2 separate regions of the Danio rerio genome follow, and region 2 is linked to region 1. Evidence: chromatin contacts called from public Hi-C data. All regions are on one chromosome and are shown on one strand. The core of a region is the stretch at or near the end of the contact, and the rest is flanking DNA. Distances in the headings are between cores, read along the strand shown.

Region 1 (6,079 bases), core at 957-3,456:
TTTTCCTGACATTTTAGTAGTTTGAAATAATTGAATGCATATAATATTTAAAGACATAATGTGTCAGTTTATTATAAGGTTATTTACCGTAATATACAACACCAACCCAGACATTATATCACTTAAAACTGATAAAATCTGTTCAAGGTAAAAATTTGTTGAAAGAAAGATCAAGGTCCCATAATTAAAAAGCATAAATAAATGAGGAAAAATAAAAACATGAATCACAAAATATGGAAAACTGCTAATTTACCAATGTTTTTGTACAGAGTAAATTTCATGGTACAATGCAATCATGGACATGCTGTGCATTTACTGTAAATGTGGCACCGTTTGAATAAATATGTTCTGATAAATATATTGCTACACTGTAAAAAAATCAATAATAAATTAGTCATGACAACATATGTTTTTAGCTTATAGTAACTTATTAAACTAAGTTCTAACTTAATTTTGTAGGTTAGACAAGCTGTTTTAAGTCAGTTTAACATAAACATAATTCAATGGATCCATACGGTTAATTTGATTCAGCTTAAAAATTTAAGACAACTACGATTTTTTTACAGTGTAGCACAAGTTTTTTTTTTTTTTTTTTTGCATCAGTCAAATAATTTTAAAGAATACATTTAATCTCAAAAATTCAGATAATACTGCGAACAATCAGAAAAAAAAATAGAGTTCACTTTTTTGTAGAACGAACAACCTGAGTAGTTCCCTCACATTTTAATTTATTTCAAAGAAAAAGAAGATAAATAAACAAATACACATATTTAAGTGAGTAAATAAAATAAAGTTTATTATGATTTATTTATAATTACTTATATTTCTCTACATCAACAGACCTTTTAACATGGCCAAACCCACATTTCTACAGAATCCCCCTGCTGAAAAGAAAACAATCGAAATCTCATGGAATGCATAATGGTTTTAATGTTTATAATGGTAATTGAAAATGTATATGTTTAATGCTTGTTATGGTTATGTCCTAATTAAACGAATTTTGTAAGTGTATTGCATTAGAAATAAGACAGAACTTGTCGGAGGACTGACATATTGTTGCTATTTGTTGGTTTGATTCCTTCTATTTTCCTCATTTGTAGATCGCTTTGGATAAAAGCGTCTGCTAAATGTTTCAGTGTAAATAAAATGTCCATCTTGAAGTCCCCTTGCTATAAAACCCCTGCAATATGTCATAATAACACACGATGGCGCTCTAATGCAGAAAGTGGTAGCTCAGCTCATAGTAAACCTTTAGTTACTCTCTGATTAGCAAACACTAGCCTACATCCAACACTAGTTGACTAAAACAGAAAGATAAACATTTAGATAATATAATTTAAGCGTTGTATAGATATTTAGTCTGTTTTTGTAGGTTATAAAACCCGTTTTTGGTAATTGTCCAAAAATATGCAGGCTTTATTCATCCGGTAATGACACCTGATATCCTCTAATGATAAGTAGCCTAACTAGCTAATTCAGTTTAATTGTTTTTAATTGCTTGTCGCATTTTATTACTATAAAGACTCCATTTCGGTTTTGTTTTAAAAGTTCATTAGTAATATTATGATTTTACATTTACACCTGCCATTCCATCACAATCTCAATATCACACACTGTTAATATTAAAGGTTCTTGATAAGCATCGATGGTTCCATGAAGACTATTTATCAGTGGAGAGGTTTTTTTTTTACAGAGGAAAAAGATTATTGATGTTCTTTAAATTATGACAAAACGGTTCTTTAAAGAACTTTTCACCAAACAGTTCTTGAGGAAACCACAAATTTTCATCACTGTGAAGACCCTCTTTTTGGTTCTTCCTTGCAAATTTATTAGTGACAAGTTACTCTCTGTGGACAGTACTTCTTAAAAGTTGTGACACTTCCTTGGGCATCAATTTTTAAGAGAGCTCCTTTACTTTCTCTCGCTGTACACTGGGTCTTTGTCAGCAGTTCCTGTCTCTAGATGAGGCCTGGTGAGTTTTGGGTCTGGGGCAACCATAGCTGCTTTCATTGACACCTGCAGATGGGACAAAGGGCAGAGGGTGCCAACACTGAAGACAGATTGATGCTTTGTGCACAGCAGAGGCAGTCGAAGGAGAGAGAGAGAGAGGGAGAGAGCACAACTTGCTTGCATGAGTGTGTGTGTGCGTGCACGTTGGTGGAAGGGGTGGGATTAGGGGGTTTATTGGGTGGGAAGGGGTCGGGGGGGGGAGTTACAGAGGTTGTCACTCCTGTCTGTGTGAGTCCAGGCTTTAGAGGCCTCGGAGAGATGGACAGCTTTTGTGGGTTGCATCGCTGCACAATAGTGGCACTTTAATGGGCGGTGAAGCCGGAGCAGGCTTTGGCCCGGGATTGAGGGGAGCTCGCTGGCTACAGGGCCGGGGGGCAGGGGGCTGTTTTACTGCTTCTCTTAGAAGGGACTAATTCATGGGCATTGAGTCCGTCACTCATTATTCATTGAATGCGCCCAGTGCAGGAATGCAGCGGCATCAATTAGAATGTGTTAGCAGATAGCAAGGCCAAGAAGAAAAAGCCTGCTCTCCCTTTTGCTCGCGGCACAACACAGGCCCACTATAGGAGGTGTCAGAACCACAAAGCCTTTTTGTGATTCTCTCTCCATTACATTACCAGTGCAATATGTAAGGTGGGGATTCTTTTGATTCAAATTAAGTGGAAAAAACACTAAATCCTATTTTTATTCAGCAAGGATAATGGTGTTATACTCTATAAAGGTCTTTAACTACTTATCTGTGGCTTAAAATCTCCCCGGCTCCCGTTCGCTCTCTCGCTCTCTGCATTATATTTATTCAGTGGCAGTGGGTCAAAGACAGACTGTTAAACAGAGCTGCTTGTAGCATTAACTGCCGCATCACTCTTAATTGTATATCAGTGGGTCAACGGTTTGTTGTGCTGTCCCCCTTTTTTTAAAACGAGGGTATGAATTAAAACAGACTCTTGTAAGCCATTGTCGGCGGTGTGCTTGCACTGCCACTTCAGATACTTTGGCTCTTTTGAATAACGAGACCCTCTCTAACTTCAAAACAAAAGAGCGGAAAGGCTAGCGAATACTTTGATGATGGGACGTCTGTCTGAGTGATATTATTTCTTTTTTCTGAATAAAGGGGAAGCAGAGCGTGTTGGAATGCAGCGTCATCAGTGATGGCAAAATACAATCCCTTTTGATTCACTTTTTAACTAAATCTGTTTTTTTTATTTCTATAATTAGCATTCAGAAACATACAGGCAAGTTTGGAGACGGCGGCTGCTGAATTAAAAGTGCTAGCAGGATGTTTTAATGTTCAATGTGCTCAATTGCATCATCCATTTCCTCATCATTCCCCCAAACAGAAAGATCCAGCTGGCACGTGTGCGCAAATGGATTTTGGGATCCTTTTTTTTTCCCTCATTCTCCTCAGATTTAATATGAACTAACTAGGAAGAACCTCTCATAGCAAGGTGTTTGCTTGAATATGAGCAATTATGCTTCATTTGGAGCCAAATGAGGGGAATTTGCATCCACTGAAAGGAGCGCTAGTCTTAACTGTGCAGAAAGTGCAGTAAATTGGTGCAAACTGAGCAACATGCAGACATGCATCTTCAGTATAATTGTATAATTGTGGAATGACTTTAAATGCAGCCTTCCAATTAAACTTGCTTCTTCGGTGAGGCGAAAGGCAAAGGCACTGAGTCTTGATGGAAATCTGAGAATTGCCACATTGTAAAAATTGCTTCCTTCAAGGAGGATCATTTGCACCAAAATGGGAGATTTTGCAATATGGACAGATGTCTTCACACATGCGGCGGAGTGAATTGGTGAAGCTGGCATTCGCTAAGAGGGAGGGAGAGAAATACGTTGAGAGAGAACTTCCTGCCTTTTCTGGCCTCGCATATAAAAAAAACACACCACTTCCGACCGGAAAACGAGCGGGATACTGTAAATGTAATCTGACTACATTGCTCGATTCGAAAGTTCACCTTTACGGAATATAGCTGTCATTGCTGGAAAGCTGAAAGCGCTGTCGCCGATGACAAATGAGCAAATGAGAGTGTGAGGGAATGGGAATTTGTGCAGTGCCAGTGGATAGGAGTTTACAATGGTCCGACTGCTGCTGTCTGCAGGGATCCAAACAGCCAGGCCTCTGTCTGGATTAAACCCTGCTTCAGACAAAGGGGGGCTCAAGTAAACGGTTCATGAATGCTGATTAATTGATGCCATTTTTCTGCAGTGTGCCATGGAGATTTAGTTTGGGGGTTGGGTAAAGAAGTGGGTCAACTTCAAAAAAAGCGATATCCCACTTCTTCGTTCGACTTAAATGGTCACCTGAAAAAAAAGTTTTGCTTTTTAGCTTCGCTTCTGCAGACACAGAATTCAGTATAACGCGTCTAAATTGTTCTGATTTAGGTAGGGTTCCCACGATGGGGGTAGGTGGGCACAGGTGTCCTGGAACAACGTGAGGGTGGCCCAAGGCCCGAGGGGCGAAGCGCTGGCCCGTGGCCCGCTTCAATGTGGGGCTCCCAGGGGCCGGCTCAATAGGCTGGGTTCCACTTGATGGCGAGAGAAAGAGCCGTTTCAGCCACTGCCCAGCAGGAAGGATCTGCTTGTGGAAGACCTCTTTCAGGAGCCTCTGTTTGTCTGAAGGCTGTCACAGCAGATGAGTACTCAGCAAACAGCGTGAACAAGGATTTGAACCAGAAAACCAACAGAGCCTTGACAATATTGTGATTGGGGCTTGTCTCCTTAGAGGGGGCTGAATGGCCAATCGAGAGTAGGAACAAGTGTGCATTCAGAACGGGACGCGGATTCCTCATAGTCGCTTTTCAGGACAGGGCGAGAAATCATGGCAGGAAACAGAGGACTGTGTGTGCTTAGGAGAGTCAAAATCCAACAACATGTCTAATCGACAAAGAATCAAGCTAAGCCTAGATGATCCTCTGGCTGCTTCTATGGAGTGTATATGTGTGTGTGTGTGTGTGTGCGTGTCATAGTTACGGTTAAAACATATGGCCATAAATGAACAGAACAGACACTATAATGAACTGTAGGGCAACCGCTCACTTTAAGCTCACTGATACTCTATAGCTGATAGAATAAAGGTATTTCCATTCAAAATCGAGTAGACTCGTCCCTCTTTTTGGATTAGACTACGATGAGGCACTTACAATATCATTTCTTCAACTTTTAAACTGTTTAAATTAATTTGTACAGTCATTTTTCTACATTTTTATTGTCCTCAAAAATGTTTTCTCTATAAATGTCATTTTTAGGTTTGGTTAGTTTGTTGTCAATTTTATTCTGTCAACTGTTTATTTCCCCATGCAGTGAAACAGCAGCCTGGTAAGTGCTGACACCTTACAGACAAACAACAAAGTAAATAAAGAGCATGCATGAGCAATGGATAAACTGTATATGCCCTCACAAATGTCAGACAAAGCACATAGAATACACACATAGTGTGCTGGTGACGGATTTCATGGTCACCCTTGCATATGCAATGTTTTTAAATGTATAAAACTAGCATTAATACAGTCCTAAATGATTAGCAATATTAATTTTGCTGGATAATTAAATTAAAATACACAGATATAAGCACACACAAATACAAATGTATGTATTTACACACAAAATAAACCTTTATATGCATCAGAAATACATTTACACCCAGACCAAATGATGTAACAAATTATAATTAAAAAAAGGTTTTTTACCTGCAGTGCTCAAAAGAAAAAAAAACATTTTCCCTTTGATCAAAACTAAAAATGTTTTTTTTAAATGTATTACTAATATTAATATAATTATTAACAGTTCAAATTTAGAAGTCTTGCCAACATTACTGAAGGCTTTAATAAAGTTTTAATGGGTTTCAATGGTGATATTTTTGTCATAAATTTCCTAAGTGTTACTTAATTGTGTGTGTGAGAGGTGGAACGGGGGGTGTTGGTGGGAGTTCAAAGTATATACAGTATTAGGGTTTCAATAAAATACACCTAAAACAACACAATTCTTAAGGTTTTTTGGGACAATTGTTTTGTTTTCAATCCAATTTCTACAAATGATTAAGTTAACTTAATAGATTTGTGTT
Region 2 (6,079 bases), core at 1,599-4,098, 57 kb after region 1:
GCATATTACAATGATGCAAATTATATTTGCATACTATATACAGTGTTAGTAACTAGTTACTGTAATTTAATTACTTTTTCCACATGAAAAAAAAAAGAAATGTAAGGGATTACTCTTCCTTTTTAGGTAGTTTACTTACAGTTATTCATAATTTAATTGCTGTAGACACTGTATATGAATTCAACAGTTCTATATAAATCAATTCAAAGATGATTGTAATTTGTTAAAAAATATACTTTGCAGAATGATTTCATTTTTCAGCTAAAGAAAGTTACATTCATCAAGACAATTTAAGAAATACGAAATTTAGTTGATGAGTTAATGAAAATATAAGGTATAAATACATAGAAGCAAATCTGAATCTAAAAATTATTATATGTGTGTCTGTATTACATGTTATTCAGATATTTTGCATTTTAACCCAATTTTTCAACTAGGTTACATTTTTCCAAAAATTGCTAATTCTTACGAGACAATGACTTTGTTTACAAGAACACTAGTAATCTAGTTATTTGCCTTAATCTGAATAAAACAATAATTTGATTAAGGTGTTTACATGTGCTGCTTTTTGAATGTTACTTTCATGATCCCGTTTTAAATGTTATAGCACATAGATCAACTTTAGATTGAGTTAATTAAAAATCGCTGTTTACATGGTTGACTCTTAAACAAAGTTTTGTCTTAGATTAAAATTGGTGTATTGGCGTCCATGTAAACATACTCAATTAGATTACTGATGTCCATGTAAATGTAGGCAATGAAACGAATAGAAAAATTTGTCAATATGTCTTTTTATGCAATGTAAAATGTACAAAATAAAATGAAAAGGTCCTGATTTGACTCATTAAAATGATTAAAATGAAAATTACAATATTGGAGTTTCATATTTATGAAGTCAAATTTTTTTTTTCATATTTAGTAGACTAGAGTTAAGTAATTAAATTACTTATGGAGTAAATAATTGTCTTTTAATACTAATTAGAAAGGAAATTTGAATACAATTATAATGATGCAATTGGAGGATGGTGCGGTGGTGCAGTGGGTAGCTTCGTCACCCCACAGCAAGAAAGTTGCTGGTTCGAGCCTTGAAGTTTGCATGTTTTGCTCTTGTTGCCAGTTTTCCTCTGGGTGCTCCTGTTTTTCCCACAAGCCTAAAGACATGCGCTATAGGTCAATTGGGTAGGCTAAATTGTCCTTAGCGTTTGTGTGTGATTCAGAGTGCATGGGTGCTTCCCAGTCATGGGTTGCAGCTGGAAAGGCATGAACTGTGTAAAGCATATGCTGGATAAGTTGGTGGTTCATTTCTCTGTGGTGACTGCTGATGAATAAAGTGACTAAGCTGAAAAGAAAATGAATGAATTATTTTTTTTATTTCACAAATAGCCACTGACTGTGACTGAGGAAAGTTAGATGTGCTGGCCAGTTTATTATTTGCCTAATAAATCCCAATGGGCTCCCGTTTTTAGTTTAATAAATTAACAGATTCCTATTTTTTTTTCTAATGATATATTATGCAATACATTTGTATATTAAAAATAAGTATGTATTCATATGTCTTTATTCTGAATCTAGAGGAATCTTTTTGGTACTTTAAAAAGTGTGGTTATGAAGACCATCCGACAAGCTAATCCAGCTAAAAATAGTGCTTAATATTTTACAAAAATGCAGCTTTAAAATCTCATAATTACATAGAAAATGTGACAAATAACTGTAAAAAGGTCCACATTTTTAGAAAAAGAACCACCCCTTACACCAAGCTGTCTGCGGGTCTGTATAGGGTATAAACTCACAGAAGCAAAATAATTGTTTAATATTTGTTATTTAGATATTTTGCATTATAACTCAATTTTTCAATTAGATTCGATTTGATGTGTAAGAGACAAAAAACAAAAAAGTAAGAAATGTGTCAATATGTTATGTATGCAATATGAAATTTACAAAATAAAACTAAAAGGTCCTGGTTTGACTAAGTAAGATTTGTAAATTAAGAGTTGCGTCCCTATTAAATAAAGTTAAGTAATTAAATTACTTATTGAATAATTAAGTTACTTTGAAGACTAATTAGAAAAAGTAATTTAAATACAATTTTAGAGATAAATAATGTTAACCTTTTCAAGTCACTTACCCAACATTGCTTTTATGGATAGTTTTTAGCCCTTTTTCTGTACAAATATCTGAACATCCTCAAATAAATATACATTTCTTTAAAAAGCTAAGTGATTTAAGATCAAATTGTTGTATTATGAGGATTATCCTGCATTATATCTTCATGCTGAAAATTGTTCATACATAATTTGCCTGATTAACATAAATTATTCTACAAAAAAGTGGTGAGAATTACATTCTGTTCACAATGTTTTCTGACTCATATAAAAAAAAGACACTCAAAATCTCCTAAAAAAAATAAAACTGTAATCTGTTTTTAATCAGCGTTTTGTGCAAATCACGGCATATTTAATAAAAACGCCTCATTTGTATACTTACAAATAAAAAAGTTTTCAATTATGAATAAAATTAATCAACTGGTAAACTATAATCAAAACTATTAGTCTAAATTTTCAGCCAAATCCCCAGATTCTCACCTTAACGACCCACCAGCAGCTCAGAGCAGTTTAAACAGCCACAACACAATACAGATGGAGCAGAACATCCCAAACTCTGATCTAGTTAATGCACTGCTGTGTCGACCCACCCAAAAGGCCTCGTTTAAGCCCGTCTCCCCCATCACACGAGCACCTGCCGGCGGACACACACCTGGCCCACAGCGGCATCCCACCGAGAGGCCCTGTGCTGCTCCACAAACCAGCCCAAATCCCCCTGAGAGAACCTGCCGAGAGCTAATGAGGAATTACAGAGGACTAGAACAGCTTTACTGGGGTTTACCTCATGCCAGTGACTCACAGGAAGACCCAGAGGCCACTAAATACACACACACACAAACTGATGCATGCTCAGGCAAAAATACTGATCCACACATACACACGCACACTAATGCAGGCTCAGGCAAAAATACTGATAGACGCGCACACGCTTTTACCCACCCATGGAATCAAATGTTATTGCTTATAGACATGACTTTGTTGGTACCGCAGCTGCGCACACCAAAACAAACACACACAACTGCAGGCTGGTACGTGCTGCTGTTTTATCCAGAAATTAGTTTTAAGGCAAACGCAAACAAATTTAAAACTGACTCAGGTTGGGTGTACAGTATAAAACACAGATGTTCATGAATCACCATATCTTCTGTTGAAAATATTTACTTTCTGAATATAGAAATAGGGATGTGTGTGTGTGTGTGTGTGTGTGTGTGTGTGTGTGTGTGTGTGTGTGTGTGTGTGTGTGTGTGTTTATGAAATTAGAGCACAGGTATCAATATGTGTGGGGACATTTGTTAGTATTGTTGTTTTCACTGTTGTTCTGTGACAAATGTTATTATTTTTAATGCTCATGAAATCTATTTTATTGTAAAGTATTATATTAATTGTCTTGTTTTAGTATTTCTACACTGTAAAACCCAACAGTCAACTTTATCAAATAAAATGAGTGTAGTTAACTCAAAATTGACTGAAAGCTAATTCTACTCATTTGAAAAGAGTTTTGAACTCAGTGCTGAAGGTAATAAGTTAATTAAATACTTTATTACTTTAACTTTAATGGAGTAAGTTCACAGTACTCATATAGATTAGTTTTTTAACTCAAATGGTTTGTTGCAATCGGTTTGCCAAATGATTTGAGTTGCCTTAACTTATTGGGTTTTACAGTTGATTTGAGTTCTCTTCATTTATCGGGTTTTACTGTGCTCAAATTGCTTCGTTTACTCAAATGGATCAAGTTCACAGTACTCATTTGGATTAGTTCTAGAACTTAAATGGTTTGATGAAGCGGTTTCCTCAAATGGTTTGAGTTACCTTAACCTTTTATATTTTACGGTGTATATATGCTTAATTCTTCAAATGGTACATGAAGAATGCAAAAGTTCTGTCTGAAATGTTTTTATCTAAAACATTTTCATGTTCAGTATTTCATTTTAAAGCAAATTAAAATAACTTAAAATAAATGAAAAATTCATTGCATAAAAGTAAAATTACTAAAACTACACACAATTCAATTCAATTCAATTCAGCTTTATTTGTATAGCGCTTTTACAACGTAGATTGTGTCAAAGCAGCTTCACATAAATGGTCATAGTAACTGGAACAGTGTGGTTCAGGTTTTAGTGTTTAAGTTCAGTTCAGTTCAGTTTAGCTCAGTTCAGTGTGATTTAATCATTACTGAGAGTTCAAACACAACACAGCAGCCTGAGAAAAATTTTAGATGGCACTTATAGGTTTTTGCATTTAAACTCTTCATATATCCTTTAAAACTAATCTTAATATTGTTTAACTCTTAATGAAATTAACTTATTTTAAACGTGATATATTTTTTTTGTGATAACCGGAACATTGTGAAACACTTGCAATTTAAAGCTGATTCTTCATTCACTCATTCATTACCTTCAGCTTAGTTTCTAATTATTCAGGGGTCGCCACAGCGGAATGGACTGCCAACTATTCCAGCATATGTTTTACGCAGCGGATGCCCTTCCAGCCACAACCCAACACTGGGAAATAAAGCTGACTAGAATTTTAGAATAATTATTTTCCTTTAAATTAATAATATTATTCACTTTCCTTTGGCTTATTCCCTCATTTATCAGATGTCACAGCGGGATGTAGCAGCAATTAATTTGGCATATGTTTAGTACAGTGGCTGCTCTTTAAGATGTCAGTATAAATGTCAGTGCAGGGAAACACCCACACACTAATTTCACAATTTAATAATTTTATTCTTAATTATTCATTCATTCATTCTCTTTTGGCTTAGTCCCTTTATTCATCAAGGGGCGCCACAGCGGAATGAACCGCCTACTTATCTAGCATATGTTTTATGCAGCGAATGCCCTTCCAGTTGCGACCCAATGCTGTGAAACATCCATACACACTCAATACATACACTACAGACAATTTAGTTTATTTCATTTACCTATAGCGCATGTCTTTGAACTGTGCAGGAAACCGGAGCACCCGAAGAAAACACACCCGAACACAGGGAGAGCATGCAAACTCCACACAGAAACGCCAACTGGCTCAGCCGGGACTCGAACAAGCGACAACCTTCTTGCTGTGAGGTGACAGTGCTAACCACTGAGCCACCGTGTTGCCTATTCTTAATTATGTTTGTGTAAATGTCCAAATAAATATTTAAAAATTACATAATAATGGAAAAATGGGGTGAATTTGTTTGAGTGGAAACAAGAAATTTATGACAAATACAATTACCAATGACCTCTTAATTAATCATTTTCTATTTTATAATAAATCTCTATTCCTATAATGATAAAATATTCAAAATATTTATTTAACAACATCATTTACATGCCAATTTCCACATAACAGCTGCACTGTAAAAAAATTTGTAATTTAACGGTTTTTTTCTAGCAGCTGTGGGGCCGGAAGAAAAACGTAAAATAGCGAACGTTAAATTACAGAAATTTACAGTAAAATAATGAATATTAAAATACAGTAATTTACCAGAAATTTAAATTTAAGGACATTTCTTTTAATATCTATTATTTTACGATATATTTCTATAATTTATCCACACCAGCTGCCAGAAACAAACGGTATAATTAAGATTTTTTAGCACATATAACGTGTATATAGCAATTTACCTGTACACTTGCCAATTTGTATATTTGCATTCACTGCTTACTTCTATTTTCAAAATATATTTATTATCTGTTACTTATCCGGACTCTAATTCTGTTGCACTGTAGAAGCTCTGTCATGAAAACAAATACCTCATATGCAAACAAACCTGGTAATAAAGCTCTTTCTAGCTCTGACTCTGACTCTAAATTATGGTTCTTATTATCAATGTTTAAGTTGCTCATGCCAAATAGTGTTAACGTGTCAAATAGTAAATCAAGATTATTTTATAAATATAAAGTTCAACATTTAACAATATTATATAATTTCTCATTATTAATGCATTTACTGACACCTTTGCGTCACCAGTTCATTTATTTACTAAAAAA

What was found. A called contact is a pair of places that touch in the nucleus more often than the background predicts.
Region 2: a Hi-C map of embryo shows a contact between it and region 1, with 2.0 times the contacts expected there. The contact joins two enhancer-like sites. A contact is called at or near these places in 2 of 18 Hi-C or Micro-C datasets (caudal fin and embryo).

The regions. Positions count from the first base shown.
Region 1 is chr14:37,181,270-37,187,348 of GRCz12tu, forward strand. No RefSeq gene overlaps it. Among named protein-coding and RNA genes, the nearest start is that of atp11c, 8.8 kb to the left of the region's middle. Within about 2 kb of position 2,207, at least 14 of the 62 cell types and tissues checked have an H3K27ac peak or open chromatin away from gene starts, as enhancers often do.
Region 2 is chr14:37,237,148-37,243,226 of GRCz12tu, forward strand. The region is part of intron 7 of si:ch211-143l19.3 (a long non-coding RNA gene); the gene reads right to left. LOC141377549 (a long non-coding RNA gene) reads left to right here. Exons shown (of 4, transcript XR_012389852.1): 4 at 5,054-5,896. Among named protein-coding and RNA genes, the nearest start is that of sox3, 48 kb to the right of the region's middle. Within about 2 kb of position 2,849, at least 6 of the 62 cell types and tissues checked have an H3K27ac peak or open chromatin away from gene starts, as enhancers often do.